Regions from separate parts of the Mus musculus genome. Here region 2 is linked to region 1. The links are chromatin contacts, called in public ChIA-PET maps. All regions are on one chromosome and are shown on one strand. The core of a region is the stretch at or near the end of the contact, and the rest is flanking DNA. Distances in the headings are between cores, read along the strand shown. Region 1 has its middle 49 kb from the start of Gng2. Region 2 holds the start of Saysd1 (SAYSVFN motif domain containing 1).

Region 1 (3,973 bases), core at 1,131-3,630:
GTACAAGGAGATAGGAATGGATCGATTCGCATTCTTCTACATGATAACGGCCAGTTGTGCCAGCACCATTTGTTGAAAATGCTGTCTTTCTTCCACTGGATGGTTTTAGCTCCCTTGTCGAAGATCAATCACCATCATCAGAACCCTAGTCTTTCTTAATTAACACATCTATTCACATGTACAAAGGCTCTCCAGGAGGATAGAAGTCACTGTTGAAGTCATTCTCTCCACCGTAAGTGGCGGGCATGCAATAAGTTGCTCGCTTTCATTTGACAGATCTGGGTCTGGGAAGTCAAGCCCAGAACTCTGCACCACTTGGCAAGGACCTTTGGTTTAGCTTAGGCCAACATGAGTATGGTAGTTTGAATACACTTGACCCAGAGAGTGGCACTATTAGGAGGTGTGGCCTTGTTGGAGAAGTGTGTCACTTTGAGGTGGGCTTTGGGACCATCCTCCTAGATGCCTGAAGACAGTCTGCTCCTGCCTTCCTTCAGATGAAGATGTAGAACTCTCAGCATCTACTGCACCATGCTTCCCTGGACACTGCCATGGTCCTACCTTAATGATAATTGACTGAACCTCTGAACCAGTAATCTACCCCCAATTAAATGTTGTCCTTTATAAGATTTCTTTGGTCATGGTGTCTCTTCACAAAAATGAAAATCCTAAGACAGAAAGTTACTGTGGCTGTACAGAGTCCTGTAAAATTTGCCATGTACTCTTTCTTAGTTGTCATAATAACAGAAAGACTTTCTCTTTTAGTTTGTGTGTGTGTGTAAAACCAAACATTTATTCAGGGTACTGAAACACTTGTGCTTCATTTAAACCAAGGCCACTCTGTTCATCCACAGTGCAAACTCAGTAATATGGATACAGTCTTCCACCCAGGCAGAGTCAGGAACACACGGTTCCACCTCTAATTGCTCATTTCCTTGGAAAGTATTGACTTCTTGGGAACAGAAAGATGGTGACAATCCTCATCTTGTAGCAGTGCTCTTATTTGATGAGTAACGTTTAATGATTGCTTTCCTCCCAAAGGCCACTCTCAGAACTTATTTGTAAGGTTGGGTTCACTCCGAACCAAGGCTGAAGGGTGTCGGCCAGTGGCTGAAGCTATTCCCTACAATCTCATTCTTCATAAATCCATGTGGGCTGTACATGCTGCTTTTAGAGCACAGCTTTGCTCAGAGGGTTTCCCAGAGTCTGGGGGTTCATGGTGCATGCCGGCCCTTTGACCTTACACTTGAATGGGTTATAGGTGCACCTTCCAGATTGCAAGCTGTTAGATTATTAAAAGGCAGCTGTAGAGATATGGAAGGCAGAAAGTGGCTTGGTCTGACCTTAGGTGGGACTGTTTTTATTCACAGGAAGGGGGCATCTTTGTCACTCATATGTGTGAATGCCCAAAAGCCTACAAAAGGAGATGGGAAGTGTAGACTCTCAGCTACACTTTCTAACTCTGATAGGCTATAAAAAATTCAGGGGAGGAGTGTTTTAGCTGTTTTCTGCAGAGGAGGGTCCACTAAAGAGAGAGGTCCTCTGGTCATGTAGCAGGAGGAGAGTCTTAACTTGATCAGATGCAATGGAGCAGAATTGCCTTCCTGTGTTCTTGAAAAGACTTGATAAATAATTATTGGAGGGCTGTAAGCAGATGGCTTGCTTAGAGAGTAGAGCTGAGAGGTTTCCTGGGAAAGCAGGAGAGACAGAGCACAGCCAGAGAGAGAAAGTGGGCCGAGTAGATTCTGAGTGACAGTGACTGGTCCCCTTGCCAGGACTGTTGCACCAAAATCAACTAGCAAAAGCAGCAGGGAGCTACAGGGCATCAAGGAAGGGAACAAGAGAAAATAGAGGACTAATGTAAAGGACCGTCTCTGGCCTGGCGTGAAAGGGATGAAGGTCCACTCTAGCCAGTTTTTCCACAGATTCTAAAGGGTCGTTTGTTTGCTGATGTCTTAAGAACGAATGGAGCTGTTGTAGTGGAAGGTTATTGGGAGAGCTTGTGTGGAACGTATTGTTTGGGTATAGGGTGAAGTTCAGTAAGTAAGGCATTTAAATTTCGTTCTTTCTTTCTTTCTTTCTTTCTTTTTTTTTTTTTTTTTTTTTTTTTTTGGTTTTTCGAGACAGGGTTTCTCTGTATAGCCCTGGAACTCTGTAGACCAGGCTGGCCTCAAACTCAGAAATCTGCCTGCCTCTGTCTCCCAAGTGCTGGGATTAAAGGAGTGTGCCAGGGTAAAAACCTAAGTATGAGGAAAGGAGTGACCCAGGGGAGGAGCCAGAGTGGGAGGAGCCAGAGTGGGAGGGAACCGGAAACCCATGCACAGGAAGAGGCTTGTGGTTGAATTTTTGTCTAGTCCCTGTCTAGGTGGCCCCATTTCAAGCCATTTAAGATTCCTTGGCATGGAACAGTGTTTGAGAAAGGCGCAGACCTCATCCGTATCAGCAGTCAAGGCTAGTGCTTTGTAATCTCGGAGCACTGCAGCAGCCAAGGAGTTGAGCTGGTCCTGACAGGTGTTAAACTGAGCTGAGCTGGGGAGACAGAGAAGTTAACCGGTGAAAGAAGGACAGCTGCTTTAGTTCTGAGTACCAAAGCCACATCCAGAGTTGCAAGAAGAGGGATGAGTTGGATGGCCCATGGCTCATTAGTCCCCTTTCAGAGGCCACCCAAACTGTTTTTAAGAATTGGGGGTGTCATCTCCCAGTAGCTGCTTCAAGGCTGACAGAAGAGTGACAGGGGAGCAGCAGTCAGAGTGCCTCAGAGGTAGGTCCATCCAGGAGGGCCGTGATAAAACAAAACAGTTGGCAAAGAGCCAGGACCTAAGACAGAAGATAATAACTGTACAACCTTGTGGGGAACATTAAGAGATAAAGTTACAGAAGGAAAACTCTTACATTAAGGTTAACATGAATCAATATGACATGAGGTTAAATGTAAAATCTACAGAAGGTTAAAGACAATTGTACAATAGGCTGTAGCATGACCAGGGTCAGCAGAAGGAAAAGGTATCTATAATTAGATGTTTGTTTATGTTCAGACTCCTGCATAAGGAAGGAGGACCTGGAAGCTGTGTAAAAGAAGTCAGTTAAATCAGTATCCAAGGATGCTGAACACACTGAACACAACTGTCTAAGTGACATGCCTTTCTTCCATATATGATGAACTCTATATTTGTTTTAATTATTAGCAAATCAGCTGTTATTTAACGAACACAGAATATCTCAAGTAAAACACAATTTTTTGATTAGAAACTATTTGCAAGGTAAATTTTTTAAAGATTGGGACTATTACCTTAAATAACCATATCTAGTATTTAAAAAGATGACTTAATACATATTTTTCTTAATACCAAATTGTTATACATACATTCTAAGATTTGATAGTAAATGTAAGGCCACTGTAGAGAAAATTTAATACTAAGTTGTATTACCCCCAAAGAAATGATTTTCAATTTCCAATTTAAAATAGCCCACAGAGACAGTGACTGCTTTGTTGTATCTTCAACAGGCACTTGTCTAGAACAGCCTAGAACAGCGGTTTTCAACCTGTGGTTCCTGACCCCTTTGCTGGGGTTTCTGAATGACTCTTTCACAGGGGCCAGCTAAGACCATGGAAAAACACACATTTATATTACAAGTTATAACAGTAGCAAAAATACAGTCATGAAGTAGTAACAAAATAACTCTATGGTTGGGGTCACCACAGCATGAGCACTGTATCAAAGGAGCACAGCATAGGAAGGTTGGGGAGCACTGCTCTAACCATCCTGTGTTACTACCGGAGTGGAGAACAGCCATGTCAAGAGTAGATGATTGTCATAGTCAGGGTTTCTATTCCTGCACAAACATCATGACCTGTAGTCTCCCCTCCCCCAGCCTGAAACCTGCTTGCTCAGGGGTGGAGCTTCCTGCTCATTCGTTCTGCCACGCCCACTGCTGGAACCTGCAGAGCCACACACGTGCACCTTTCTACTGGACC
Region 2 (3,985 bases), core at 336-2,835, 58 kb before region 1:
TGTCGGGTGACAAATGCAATGAACAAAAAGGATTTGCAGTCTCTAAGGGGAAACAGGCCTATGACTGATGAGAAAGAGATTTTCATAGCTTCTCAACATGACACTGCCATAGAAACTCCACTTTGGGAGTAGGAGAAATGGCTCAGCAGTTAAGAATGCTTCCCCAGCTACTGCCTGGAACTCCAGCTCCAGGGGACTCAACACCCTCTTCTGGTTTCCACAAGCAACTGCACTGACATACAGACCACACACACACACACACACACATTACACAAAAGAACAAACCAAAAAAAAAAAAAAAACCCAAAACCCAAAACAAAAAACCCAAAACAACAAAAAAATCTTTCCAATTAGAATGTAGAAAGCAAAGGTCTTTATTTCATTTGTGATCCCTGCCTCCTGCTCTCAATCCTTAATGTTTGGTGCCGAACTCAACACATAGCCCTAGACAAACATTTGTTAAATGAATATTTTCTAGCTTTTTGACTCGAACTCAGTAGTATCCAACAAGTATTTGAGACTCAATTCTGCAAGTGCTACTTAGCTAAATCCTTGGTACTTAGCTTGGAGCTTTAAAAATCTGTAAAACTGTAAGATCTAAAATTTTAATTTTTGGGTAAATACTAATTGCAAGAAAGGATAAGAACACCCAGAGTTCTAGAAATGTTCTTTACTGGATGGTAGTTACACACTATAGTTACGATTTATAGATTTTATATATTTTTAGTATGTTTTGGTCATATGCATTCTCCTCCTCTAACTCCTCCAACATTGACCCCTCTCGCACCTTGTCCTCTTTTTCACTTTTTAAGAAGTCCACAAATTCCCATTCATGGGTATGGAGCAATCCACCAGGATCTACCAGGGCTTACATGAAACTGACTCTCTACCCCGCCCGAAATCATCACCCATAAGTAGCTCCCCAGTTAGGAGTGGGGGCTTGCGAAGGTTGGGTCGTTTGGTTTTGTGCAGGCAAACACGCTGCTGGGAGTTCAAGAGTGGCCCTGTGATGGCCATAAGACAGTTTCAGTCTGGCTTCCTCCTATCCTTAGCTTTTAAAGTCTTTTGACAACCCCCCCCCCCAGGTTTGTGTATTTAAGTTTTTCCTCAGTAAGTTCGTTTGTTTTACATTTCTTGTCTAGTCAATGCATCTTTCTAGTGTAGCAAGCAAACTAAATGCTAAGAAAATGGAGGTGTGAACACCTTCAGCGAGACTGATAGACTGCAGTAAGAGTTAGAAGGTAGGACGCATCCTGCCTTTCTGACACGGGAAACTTCCCAGAGATCACAGGTCTCCTCCCGCGTCCCGAGACGCTTTTTCTGCGGTGCTGACCACTGGCTTCCCCGCATGCGTTCTTCCCTGAACCTGAGGTGAGGAGCAAACACGTCAGAACTGAGTTCTGCGGCCCGGGCAAGAGCCGGAACATCTGACGGTTCTCATACTTTAAACGCAACCTTTTAGCCGGAGGAGATGGGACACTCAGTTCACTCTCCTCTCGAGAACCGAGGACCGCTCCAGGTACAGGAGGGTCACCAGACGTCACAAAGCCTTGGAAAATTCCGACCCGGGCTCATGCAACGCGCAGGCGCAACAGAGGGCCACGTGCGCAGGCGCACGGCGGCCGAGGACAGGCCTGGACACACACCGGCGAGCGGGCGGCTGCGCACCATGGAACAGCGGTTAGCCGAGTTCCGGGAGGCCCGCAAACGGGCCAGTCTGGTAGCCCAGCCTTCCACGTCCAGTCAGAGCGTACAGACCTCGGGAGCGAAGGCGGAGCCAGCGGCGGCGACCCCAAAGACAGCCACGGGCTGGCTGACACGCTTCCTGAAACGGAAAGCCAACCCCGCCATCGCTCAGGCTCAGCCCAACCAGCCTCAGGTGAGGAGAGAGGCCTGCACCTTGAAGCTCCGCCTCCGCGCGGGGGCCACGCCCCTGCCTGCCCAAGCCACACCCAGGATATCTGGCTCTTCCTTGTCCTGTGCGCTCTCTCCTCGCCTGCCTCGTGGCTGGACACCGCATTTCCGCTCTGTGTATCAGCACATGATACGTGGCCTTGACGTTTTCCATCCCAGACAATCCTATGCAGCAACTAGTTGAAAACAAAGCGAAGCTCTAGGGAGCTTGAAGAAACATCTCTGCTCTCCAGTTGTTCACTGCGAGTTAATGACAGAGATTCGTGGCTTTGAGAAACTGATAAGTTATTTCTCCACTGGTGAAGTAAGCCAATTCAAGCCAGATTAGTATATATATAGGTTTATCGGGAAGCTGCTTTTGTGCCGATGAGTTCACTGGCCCTAGGAAGGAGGCCAGGGAAGTCGCCATGAGAAGGGAGACAGAGGGGAGGGAGAAGAGAAAGAGAGAAGGAAAAGGAAGAAGAGGAAGAGAGAAAACCAACCAAACAAAAAAAAGTCTGGGTTATATAGTAAAGAGCCTGTGGGCTGGAAAGTTCAGGGTTGGGGGTAGGGTATGCTAGGTAGGGACTGAGAGATGCTTGGAGAACCTGGAGGCCAGGTCTGCTTGGTGTGTAAAATATACACCTCAGCACCTTGTCCTGGGGTCTGAAACCACTGAGCTGCATCCACTGCTAGTGAGGGGGTAAAGGCCTTACTGGTTATGGCTCAGAGGTGGCAGTAATTAAGGCTGCACTTTATTCACACCTTGGGTAGAGGAAGCCAGTGTCTCGGGTAGCTTGTACTTTAGAAATGGGATTTGGACCAGGAAACAAAAAGAGGTTTGAGACTATGGCCATACTGTTCTGAATGCAGCTTGATTTCTGAAGCTAAGCAAGGTCTGGCCTGTGCAAAACGGGGTTTGACTATGGAAGTGTGGCCACTGTAACTGCCTAGAGTGATGTGCATGGGCTTATAGGCCCCTCTTGGACTAGAGAAGGGTATTCAAGTTCAACTGTGAGTGATCTAGGTAGAAATAATTTGGACAAGTATGATAGCCCATTCGAATCTCATTGTGGCTTCATATAGTTCCACACAGGAGTATCCTGGCAAAGGTACTTGCCTGTGAGGTTGGAATCCCTGGGTGGAAATATGAAACACTCCAAGGAGGAAATTTGTGTCCTGGTTTGGTTTTTGTTATTTTGATAAACACCATAACCAAAGCCATGTGGGGAGGAAGGGGCTTATTTTAGCTTACAGGCCATGGACTTGCCTACTGGCACTCTCATTTCTCAATTGAGATTCCCTCTTCCCAGAAGACTCTAGTTTGGGTCAAATTGACAAGAAATGAACCAGCACACTACGCTTTTCAGCAGTCACAGGGCCTTAGTTTCTTGTAACCATAACAAGAGCCAAATACATACATAGGGCTGGGTCTGTAAGAAGTCAAATGAGGAAAACAGAGAATAGACCCAGTCTGACCTCTACACAAAGCAGACTTTTATTGCTCTGAGAGGCTGGCACACCCAAACCCTGCTGATCAGTACCTGAGGGTACAGGAGAACGTGCCATGTAGGATCAGGGACTGGGAGAGCATGGCTTTGCCAGACCCAGAAACTGCTTTTCTGGGTAAACTGCTTTTTGAAATAAGTGTGGGGGATGAATCTGTTTGTTTAACCTCTGGGCAGCAGGTGAAAGATAAGTCAGTTTGCCTTTTTTGGTTTACCTCCAGAGTTCCAGTACATGTTAATGGGGGTGGACTGCTTTCTGGAGAATATGGGTGGCAGGCATTTTGGAGTCTTTGCCCTGTTTTATGGCCTTGTCTAGGGGTGGGGATTTCCTTAGTAAGGAAGGACTGTAATCCTAGCTCCTTAGGAGGCTATGGCAGGGGATTGTGAATTCAAGGCTCGACTTTGACCCTGTTTCAAAATTTAAAAGAAAGTTTTAAGAGCTGGAGTCGTAGATCAGGGCCAGAGTTGTTCTTTTGCATGTATGATGTACTGGGTTTGATCTCCAGCACCGCCAAAAAGGTAATGGGAACATGAACAAACAAGTGCAGGGGTATAAATCAGTGGCAAAGGACTTGACTAACATG

Evidence for each region. ChIA-PET counts read pairs in DNA pulled down with a chosen protein or histone mark.
Region 2: a contact with region 1 is called in an RNA polymerase II ChIA-PET map of effector CD8 T cells, with 39 read pairs. The contact joins the promoter of Saysd1 here to the enhancer-like site in region 1. A contact is called at or near these places in 2 of 39 promoter capture datasets (the C10 cell line and maxillary cranial neural crest), 1 of 484 Hi-C or Micro-C datasets (natural killer cells), 4 of 115 datasets of contacts at active chromatin or transcription factors (effector CD8 T cells, embryonic stem cells and memory CD8 T cells) and 2 of 9 other capture datasets (adipose tissue and liver).

What each region holds. Positions count from the first base shown.
Region 1 is chr14:20,023,873-20,027,845 of GRCm38.p6, reverse strand. No RefSeq gene overlaps it. Among named protein-coding and RNA genes, the nearest start is that of Gng2, 49 kb to the right of the region's middle. Within about 2 kb of position 2,380, at least 86 of the 459 cell types and tissues checked have an H3K27ac peak or open chromatin away from gene starts, as enhancers often do. A contact at or near this core is called in effector CD8 T cells, memory CD8 T cells and natural killer cells, where this site is marked.
Region 2 is chr14:20,080,772-20,084,756 of GRCm38.p6, reverse strand. It overlaps Saysd1 (SAYSVFN motif domain containing 1), which reads left to right and starts at 1,585. Exons shown (of 2, transcript NM_026209.1): 1 at 1,585-1,879. The coding sequence starts at 1,670.